Linked DNA regions of Pan troglodytes: region 1 is linked to region 2. The links are chromatin contacts, called in public Hi-C maps. All regions are on one chromosome and are shown on one strand. Each heading gives the region's core, a stretch centred on a gene start, on an enhancer-like site or on the middle of the called end of the contact. The rest is flanking DNA. Distances are from core to core; before and after follow the strand shown. Region 1 has its middle 54 kb from the start of CIBAR1. Region 2 has its middle 190 kb from the start of LINC02906.

Region 1 (5,142 bases), core at 1,076-3,575, 270 kb before region 2:
ACGGAATGAAAGCAGTGTATAGGACCATGGAACAGGGAGCGTTTTATCCTGATCCAGCCTATTTTCCAGTAAATAGCCATAAATAGGGGTGAGACCCTGGCTTAGGCAGAGGGTGGGCTAAAGTTCAGGGACCTGGAGGAAGGATTAGTTTGGCCAACAATCATTTTGTTTCTATAGATCAATAGGGACAAGAAGTTCATTTATTGTAAGCTAATCATTTATAAGCCAAAAAAAGACACTTTGGAGGGTCTGTGTCTGATCTTGTCATGGGTGAAAAAGAGGTGTCCATAAGTCTTACCTATGCCCTGTAGAAAGGGTGGTTCTTTGCAGGAAACAATTTTATGGAACACAAAAAGGTGGAGGCATTAATCATTTAACCTTTGATGTCTTCTGGGAGGACAGGGGTCTGGTAAAATTCAACACTGTTAGCTTCTAAACCTAGAATGGATTCGAATAATACCCTGGCCTTGTTATCTCTTGTTTATAGAAGGACCACAATGAAAACAACTGGATAGCTTTACATTTTGACATTAAAAATTTCCTCTCCAGGGTGTTTCTGGAAAAAAAGGGGAACAAAGTCTTCCTTTCTTTTTTCACATGTGCAGAATGTGCAGGTTTGTTACATAGGTATACACGTGCCATGGTGGTTTGCTGCATCCATCAACTTGTCATCTACATTTCTCCTAATGCTATCCCTTCCCTAGCCCCCCACCCGCTGACAGGCCCCAGTGTATGATGTTCCCCGCTCTGTGTCCATGCGTTCTCATTGTTCAACACCCACTCATGAGTGAGAACATGCGGTGTTTGGTTTTCTGTTCCTGTGTTAGTTTGCTGAGATGGTTTCCAGCTTCATCTATGTCCCTGCAAAGGACATGAACTCATCCTTTTTTTATGGCTGCATAGTATTTCATGGTGTATATGTGCCACATTTTCTTAATCCAGTCTATCATTGATGGGCATTCGGGTTGGTTCCAAGTCTTCGCTATTGTGAATAGTGCCGCAATAAACATACGTGTGCATGTGTCTTTATAGTAGCATGATTTATAATCCTTTGGGTATATATCCAGTAATGGGATTGCTGGGTCAAATGGTATTCTGGTTCTAGATCCTTGAGGAATCGCCACACTGTCTTCCACAATGGTTGTACTAATTTACAGTAAAAGGGTGTTAAAAAGGAAAGGTTTGTTTAGAGCTTTATACTTGCAGATAAAGTGCATATTAGGAGATACATCATCTTTAGAACACTGATTAATTAAAATTATCATTTAGAAACTTTACCATAAAGCCAAGCACCCAGCCCATCTTAAGCTACTTGCTTTAAAAAAAAAAAAGTCTATTTCCTGATTGTCTAGGGAATTTCATTCCACAATGAGTGACAGTGTTATGGCAGAAAATTGCATAAAGATAGAAGGAATTAAAGATAAAAAGCTAGGTGTTTCCTTTTGTTGTGTGTGTTAAAAAAAGACCATAAAAACTTAAAATTTAGATTTCTTCTTTTCAGAAATATATCGTATTAGATACATTGACTTAATGATAACTGCCCATTTTGTTTTCTTTCTAAGCTATGTGTTCATATTAAATTCTGATTTTCCTCAAAATAGTTCAAAGAAAATGAGGAAAGTGTGTACGAGGAAAATGTATAATTCTATTGAGCTTCTGAAATTCCAAGCATATGCAAAAGAAATAGAAACAGAGTAGGGGTGTGGAAACTTTTGAGGACTCTTTTGTAGGTATGGCCACCTTACAGGGAAATTTATTCTTACTGGGCCCAATCCGTGAGGAAATCTGGTATCCAGATTGGGTTTTGTCTCTCACCAGTGGGGTGACCCCAACATCACCCAAATTTTCTTAGCTTGTTTCTTCATCTGTTAAATACAGAGTAGATGGCCTGCAAGGGTAGGCCTAGCTGTAAATGTTCACTGTATTATCCTAAAGCTAGAAATTCCTTGATTTATGAAGCAATTTAAAAAACCTCAGATCATCAGTAGTTTTCAGTTCAAAAAGATTTGCAGGAGATGCAGTTAGGGAGGAGAGTGGGAAAGGAGAGAACAGAAAGATATAAAGTAGATGGCACAGGAGGGAGATTTTCTCTGAAAAGAGGTAAGTGCTCAGAGAAAAAAATAGTTCTTGCTGGTGACACTGTCCCTAGCACCCTGCCTTCCTCCCTCCTTACTTGGTATCTTTGCAGGTTCAGTGCTTGTGCTAAGTAACTCCCCCTCTTCCTGTTTTTCTTCTCTTCCTTCTCTTCAGTCTGCAGAGTACTCAACCTCTCACTAGCCAGGCTCACTTTGCTTCACGTCTTAGCTGCACCTGTGACAACGCATCGCCTTTTCCCAGGGCCCCATGCATACAGTGTAGGAAATGCCTTCCCTTGCTATTTCCATTTCCAGACAGTAGATGTTGCTGGTTTACTGTCAAAAAAGCCTTCCTGATTGTCCATTTATAAATGTTCTGATGTCTCATATAACAAATTCGATGTTGAACTACCTGAGAGTTAGATGTGCTAGATTTTTACTTGTTTGTAATCACATCTTCTAGGCAGTAACTTCACAAATTTATGTAAAATTTGCAAATAGTCCCTCCACATTTTGGATATTTCTGTAGAAGAGTTATTTTCTGATTCTGATGGCAAGTGGTAGGGAAAACTAGCTCTCTGCCTTAGAGATCTTCATTAAATCGTGCCGTTCCCCATGAGTTGCCTTTTGGAGTTGTTGTTGTTGTTTTAAAATCTGTATAATTGACAATATCTTCCAGCTAAAATTCTGCAATTCTGGTTCCAACAATAGTTTTTAAAGAAACTTCAAATTGTATCACCCATTTGATTTTTTTGTCTTTGTATATTTCCCTTTCTTTTTAAGCCAGAAGACATCCTTTAGTCTTAAAGGATGCAGATGAGAATCAGTTTTCTGGAAACAGTTTGCCATTTTCTTTCTAATGCTGTGGCAATCAGCTAAACAGAGTGTTATAGAGCAGATGTATACATCTGCACAATAGATAAATAAAATGATATACCACCATTAGAAATATCTGCCTACCTTTTGTAAAAATTCCAAAGATGACTTCATGAAAAATGTCTTAAGCATTTTCATGAAAAGCAAAATCGTGAAGAAAATTTATCATTAATAAACTTGTGATTTTTGTAACTCTAGTGACTGATGATTCCAATATGTAATTTTATTTATTTTACTAAATGTTGGTTTAAGTATAAATTAAATCTACTTCAGCAATTTTTTCTTAGTTAAGTTATAAATGTATTATATTTACATAAATGTGAATCTGTGTATTTAAAATATAAGTTCTTTTTTTAGGGGGGGTGGTATTTGACCAAATGATATTCATAGCCCCAAACCTAAATGCATAAATTAGAATAAGGCAGGTTTAACTTCCATTAAAAGGTTTAAAAAAATTCATTGTTTTTCACAAAACCTTGAATCATATTGGTTTTTCTTAAAAATGTCTAAATAAAAAACCAATCAATCAGTTCTTGATGCTGTTGTTTAAGAGGGTAACCTAACTAAATTTTAGGAGCTAAGCTGAATTTTTGATGAGTTCTGCTATTAGCATTAAAAACACTTAAAAGTGTCCCATATATTCCCAAATCTAGTGATTTTGAATAGATTATAATCTAAAAATGATCTCTGACATCTCTCCTAACAGTGGAGAGGCTATTCCTGTTCCCCTCTTAGTTTCTAGTTACCTGACGGCCTGAGCACCGAACACAATGCCTCCTTGACTTATGATGGAATTGTGTAGCTGTCAATTCTAGATTTATTGCTTAGTTTGGGAATGAGCCGTTTCAGTAGCGCATGCCCTGCAGATCCTTCAGAATGAGCAAAAACTGTTCATCTGAGACAAAATATTAGTCTACACCTCACATGCCTGCAATTCTAAGATTATGCAGGATTTTTTTTTCTGAATAAAGTTAAAAATCCAAAATGACAACACAAATTTTTTAACTTCATCCTAACTCGGCGATATTGCTGTCTGGCAACAGCCTCAGCCAAACCCATGATTTAGATTTCAAACTTAGTAAGTGAGAAATCATCTTCAAGAGACAGAATACACAAAGCAGCAGTTGCAACAATATCCTTCTACAACACAGGTTAGAAAGAACATCAAAAACACAGTGCCAAAATTATTAATTTTCTAGAGGAAAATCACATGAAGCAAATCTACTTGTAGAACCAATACAGTTGCATGCCTTGAAAAGTGCTTTAACTGGTAATAACACACAGTTATTGAATTATATGTTCAAGACATTGGAATTGTTGTTAATTTATACTTTAACTCTTTCATAACTCAATTTACTTGAAGAAACCAAATATCTTTAAAAGCTGAAGTTCTGAGGACTCAGAATATTTTCTGGAGCTGGACTCAGTGCCTCATACCTAAGAATGAGACAAGGAAGGGTAAGGATGCAGGTATTATGTTATTTCCTCTTCCTCCCTTCCCCTTCTCAGAACCAGTCACTATTGGATAGAATAGTTTTGCTCAGAAGTTCTGTTTTCAATTTCAATATTGGAGACATAAACTAACCTTTCTCTCTTCCAAACAATAGTATTTTTAATAAGATTTATTTCTGTTTCTTCCATCAGGTTCAAAAATCAGTGGCCATTTGAAATCTTTCCTCTCCTTTGGTCCTCCTATAAACCTTCACTACATTCTTTCTCTAAAATGTTTCCTCTTTGGGATCATTAAAATAATTGTCATTCTCTCCTTCTCACACTGGATTTGACAGGTCAGATTCAAATTAGTTTATCTACAACATTGCTTTTTATCTTTTTCCTCATCTTTTCTGGAACTTAGAGTTTAGACCCTATTGCTGGTAAGAGCAAATACTGACTTTTCTCTTAGATTTTTATTTTTATTTTTTTTGAGACAGGGTCTCACTCTGTTGCACAGGCTCAGTGCAGTGGCATGATCATAGCTTGCTGCAGCCTTGACTTCCCAGGCTCAAGTGATCTTCCTACCTTGGCCTCCTGCGTAGCTGCGACCACAGGCCTGCACCACCATGCCTGGCTAATTTCTTGTGTTTTTTGTAAGGATGGGGTTTTGCTACGTTGTTCAAACTGGTATCGAACTTCTGGGCTCTAGTGATCTGCCTGCCTCAGCCTCCCAAAGTGCGATGACAGGTGTGAGTGA
Region 2 (5,454 bases), core at 183-2,682:
GTCTTCCCTAGTCCCCTACCTCTTCTCTTTTGGATTTGTGGAGGTCTGAGAATTATGGAAAGAACAAGGATCTGCGTATATTAAATGAGTTTTTAAAATATCCTAAAAATATTGTAATAAAACTGAAATGTTATTATTTATATTTATATGGCAGCATGTCCCAGCAAAGCTTCGCAAAGATGTCAGTATTAATTGTCACCATCCTCCAGGGAGGTAAGTAATGGTATTTCTAAGCCAACTGGTTTATTTAAATTTAGTTCCTATATGCATATGATTTTTATGTAAATGAGCTCCATGATAAAAGCAACCCTACATAACAATAACCTAATCTGTGTCATTCTGATGGCCTGCTGGTTTCAAGAATTGAGCGTAAATATATGGAACCTAAACAAATTGCATTCTAGGGTTAGAATCTCCCAGAAAAATAGACTTACCTTTAGCATCTGAGAGCTATTATCACTTCTCTTGTGGATCTATGGTTTAAGAAAAAATATATTAGCAGGAGCTAGGGAGTATTCGGTGCTTAACATAAGCAGCTGTTAATTGTAAAATGGCAGTCATTTATATTTTCCTAAAAATGTTCATATGGCTTTCAAAGAATTTTTAGGAAGATATTAAATCCTTTTCATCTATGCATCTGATATCTACGCTTGCTACCTTCTCCCCACTAAAGAATGCCTGTTCTCCCTTCAGAGCCCTATCCAGGCTCATAAAACCGATAAAATATCTTTTTGGAGGAAGCCAAAATGTATTTGAAGGAATTAGGGCTGACTTGGGAGATGCAATGCTGGTGTTATAGCAAATTAGTCCTGTTAAATATGAGTAGGATGAGTGTTCTGTAGATTGTTTTGCAGTAAAATATATGGTCATGTGTATACATGTATACAAAGGCAGTACACTTACAAAGAAAGCTGCTTGCATGTATCAGCACGTGTTTAATCAAAGTAATACTGTGACAAAAATAAAAACTTGGCGAAGAACAATAGGTTTTTCTGTAGAAGCTGTAGACGCCACTACAGTGTAAGATATATTTCTCGCATTCAAGCCTGTCTTTTATTTTGTTTACACAACAAAGTTATTATGCTAATTACATAGTAATATGCTGCCCCTGAGGAGTTTCTACACTGATAGCATCTACTTGAGGATGCAGATTTGGAGCCAATATGTGATTATTATGATTTCAAAATGATATGATCAGATTGACAGTTTTGCCTTCTAAAAGGGAGTTCTCTCTGGCTCTTTACTGCTGGGTGTGGAGTTTAACAATGAATGGTAGAAAACATTCAGGAGAGTTTGGGGAATTTTTGTTCATGTTATTTTGAAAGAAGGTGGGGTGGACAATATTTTGGACAAACGAGTCAAATCTGTGTGTGTGTGTGTGTATGAGCAGACGTGCATGTATGGAGGAACTCACACTAATACTTGTGCAACTTCACTAGGGGGAGCTCTTGGCTGGCTGTTCAGCAGCTTGACCATTGTCTGTAGGAGACAATTTTTCTTTGTTTGAAAATTTACAAATCATCAATGAAAATGCCACAGATATGGCAGAAGTTTTGGGGCTAAGTCACTGGTTCCCAGTTCTGCCTTCAGGTGGGATTGGGAGTGATGATGTGTTTTTCCCCATGGTCCCATTGCCCGGCAATGATTTTTCCCACATCCTCATAATTTAACAGATTTCAGAGCTACTGTAAATATTTCTTTTCACCCAGAGATAGGGCTTCTCTGCAGCCCGTTCCCTCTGAAAGGCTCTCCACTGACGCTTGATGGTTAACAGTGAAAAAGTATACATTTCAAAAGCCCAGAACTGAGATCAATTAATTAAACGATGATAGACGTATGATTGCCATAAATGATATTGCAATGCTGATTTAAAAATGGAAAACTTTGTGATTACGAATACACTTGATTAAAAGAGTTATTGGGGGAAAATGATCAACTGAAAAGACAAAAATTATTTGAAAATCTTTATAATGTAATCACGTTGGAAAAGAAAAGAGAATATGCCAACTTTAAGAGAATGGTGACACTGGTTTGGACAATTTTAGGTTTTATTGTCCTTATTCTCTAAATGTTCTCTCCCTATCCCTCACTTGGGGGTGTGTGTGTGTGTGTGTGTGTGTGTGTGTGTGTGTGTGTCTTTTTAAATTGGAGGAAAAAAATAAAGCAAAGTGCTTCTTTCCCTACCATGTTCCTTTCCTTTTTTCTCCACTCTAATGACATTTGGCAGGCTCGGCTGTGTAATGCTTGACTGGTTTTATTGTTGTCTGTTCCCAGTGGGGAATAGTTGACACTGCTCTCTGTTTTCAATTGATATCCATTTTCAACAATATTGCTTTCTATTAGATTCCTGCACAGTTTGTGCCAAGCAAACTGAATATTTACTGGGCTGACCTCAAAGCCTTCAAATCAACAAACACTAGAATAAGCAAAATATGCATTTTTAAGATAAAATGTTTTCAAATGCTCTTTTCAAAATTATTATTTTTAAATGCACTGTGAGCTGCAGATTAAAGGATATTATATTGCCACTTCTGTCAGCCCAATTTTATTTATTGATTTCCTTACATTAAATAATGGGATTAAACATTGAAAGAATAGTTGTATACATTACCTGGGAAAGGTTAAAAGCAATTCAATTTTTTCATATATAACAATCTCTCCTTCTAGGCAATCAAGCATTTTTTTTTTTTGCTTATTACTTTTTAACATAGGCATAGTTAATAATATTCTATAGAGCAGAGCAACTGAATCTGATAAACCAGAGACAGGAAACCATTTCAAGGCTTCCTGAGTGTCAGGGGGCTCTGTGTTGGAATTAAGGGGTAAAATATTGAATTTAGCCATAAAGAAAACCAAATAGCAAGTGAGTTACATGAGTTTTTCTAACATCTTTCCTTCAATTTGCTAAGCAAAGTTTTCAGAGTCTTAATTGTACACCCTACCTACATCTGGCTGCAGCTGGCACATAGGGAAGAAATATGCTTTATTTTTGGAGATAATCAAGAAAAAGATTAAAAAAGAAAAGGATTGGTTTTATGACGAGCACCTCACAAGCTATTGCAATACAGCCAACTATGTTTAGTTACTTTAAAAAAGGCTTGTCCTTCTTTTACACTAAAGTTGAAACAACCCATAATAGAAAGGATGTGTCTGCATTAAGTGTTTTGGTTAGGTTGGGGTAACTATTGGTAACTCAAGCAAAGAAGCCCGCACAGGGAGGTGGGAGTTGACTCTTACGAGGGCGGTGTTAAGAAATGTTATGGCCAGAATATATGTTTGTGAATGGTATTTAGACCACTAAAGCCACCACGTTACAGAAGATAAAACCATTTTATGAAACTCCAGCAAGTCACAGGGAAAGGGCATGAACCCAGTTTTCTATTTTAAAAGGCTCTCCCTCCCTCACTTGTTTTTTTTTTCTTCCTTTGTTCTATAAATATTTATTGAGTATCCAGATCAGCAACCTCATTTTTTTCAAGGCAGAGACTAATTTCTCTGTTCCATTTCTTGTGCCCACATTACCTGCCAGCTACCTGATGCCAAGCACTGTCCATATGCATCATTGACTCCTCACAACAACCGCATCCTCTGAACCTGTTATTTTACCACCTCTCAAGTATGTGTGTATTGCATTTGAAACACACTGGAGTCTTTAATGCTCATTTGCCATTTGAGGTCTCTTACCCAGAAAATGTGGCCAAGTAGAGATTGCCCAGGCCTGGCAAAGAGTGGCCTGGGTCTGATATGCCAGTGGTTCTGGGGAAATCCCTTACTCAGCTTCATTTTTCACCATCTGTGTTTCAGTTTTTCTATTTGTAAACCAGCCATAATTAAAACTGCCCAGTGTGCCTTTCACAGGCCTGTTGGGAGGATTAGCAAGAGGCTGCAAACTTTCCTGAGCTCTTTGACAGAGAGGTGCTATAAGAAATTCAAGGCAGGAGTCTTGCATGCAAGATGTTGGATGCATTTACATTTAAACTTCCATTTTTCTAAATTAACTATGGCATTCTTTGGCTTGGACACAGAGCACAATTAATCAGATGGGTCTCAATAAAAATATAATTTTCATGGATTCTAGGAACGCCTGGAAGCTCATGGGCAGTATGGAACTAGCATAATAGATTGACGTGGTGCTGGGTGTCCTGGATGGATGCAACAAATTTGGGTTCCAATCAAACACTGTCACTAACTAGCTGTGTCAACCTTGGCAAGCAACTTACCTCCCTCTGCTTTCCCACTTGCAAAAGCAATGCACTTTCTGACTGCCTCAAAGGATTGTAAAGGGAATAAACTAAGGAATGTGAGAAAATATTTGAAATGATACCATGCATTATTTGTATGTAATATGTGCTATTGGTGGTTTTTGAAAATGGGATGAGATAGTCCCACACTTTCCTCTTTGGCTAATTGCAGTTGCATTAAAAAAGGCATTACAGATTATTTAAAGAGGAAAGAACTCCACTTTTCTCATCGCTCCTTATGTGTCTTTCTTGTCATTAAATATCCTCCTGATTGAGGACTGACACAACTATAAGACTGCAATTTCTCACAGAGCTTTGTCCCCGGAAGTACCCTCAGATGAAAGCTGAGTTTCAACTCTTATGAAAAATGTACATGACATGATCTGAGAGTGTTTTATGAACCTAGTCCAGGAATTTGCAGCTAAAATATGTGGTGTGCTGGCTACACAAATGATTTTCCTTGTGTCCCTCGTACCGTCTTAACATTCTCACATCTATGACCATCTTTCCCAAGTGGTATCAGGATTCAGTTATGCTTTACTTGATTCTTTTCCAAATGTGAATGATTGTTAATCACAGCAGTGAACACACAAATGACAAAAAAAAGAGAATATAAATTTTATTGAGATCTGTTACTTTGGTGAATATAATTTACATTGGATTAGTAAGGTGAAATTTCTATTTTCTCTCCATGAGTTTCAGGCCACCCTTAAAAGTAGACTTGAAGCCAGGACACATGGAAGGTTGATGTCTCAAGGTACCTAGGATCATCTTGGTGATGGGTACTGTAGGTGTGAGGGTATAAGTTATTGCAAGGATGTAAGGACAAAAGAAAGGTATTAGGCAAGGAAATAAAGAGTGGAAGAAATCACAGTATGTTCCCTTAATTCCATTTAGGTAAAATTTAGGTTAAAATGAATCCCTCTACCCTAGAATGGGAGAAAAGACAAAAACGTTAAGAAAAAGGTAGGCTAAGATGTAGTGGGCCGGGCGCAGTGGCTCACGCCTATAATCCCAGCACTTTGGGAGGCCGAGGCGGGCGGATCATGAGGTCAGGAGATCAAGACCATCCTGGCTAACACGGTGAACCCCGCCTTGACTAAAAATACAAAAAATTAGCCGGGTATGGTGGCGGGCGCCTGTAGTCCCAGCTACTTGGGAGGCTGAGGCAGGAGAATGGCATGAACCCAGGAGGCGGAGCTTGCAGTGAGCC

What was found. Hi-C and Micro-C count contacts between places; a contact is called where the count stands out from the background.
Region 1: a contact with region 2 is called in a Hi-C map of induced pluripotent stem cells, with 2.1 times the contacts expected there. The contact joins two enhancer-like sites. A contact is called at or near these places in 3 of 7 Hi-C or Micro-C datasets (induced pluripotent stem cells and stem cell-derived neural progenitor cells).

Annotation. Positions count from the first base shown.
Region 1 is chr7:103,851,889-103,857,030 of NHGRI_mPanTro3-v2.0_pri, reverse strand. No RefSeq gene overlaps it. Among named protein-coding and RNA genes, the nearest start is that of CIBAR1, 54 kb to the left of the region's middle. Within about 2 kb of position 2,325, at least 4 of the 24 cell types and tissues checked have an H3K27ac peak or open chromatin away from gene starts, as enhancers often do. A contact at or near this core is called in induced pluripotent stem cells, where this site is marked.
Region 2 is chr7:103,579,754-103,585,207 of NHGRI_mPanTro3-v2.0_pri, reverse strand. No RefSeq gene overlaps it. Among named protein-coding and RNA genes, the nearest start is that of LINC02906, 190 kb to the right of the region's middle. Within about 2 kb of position 1,432, at least 6 of the 24 cell types and tissues checked have an H3K27ac peak or open chromatin away from gene starts, as enhancers often do. A contact at or near this core is called in induced pluripotent stem cells, where this site is marked.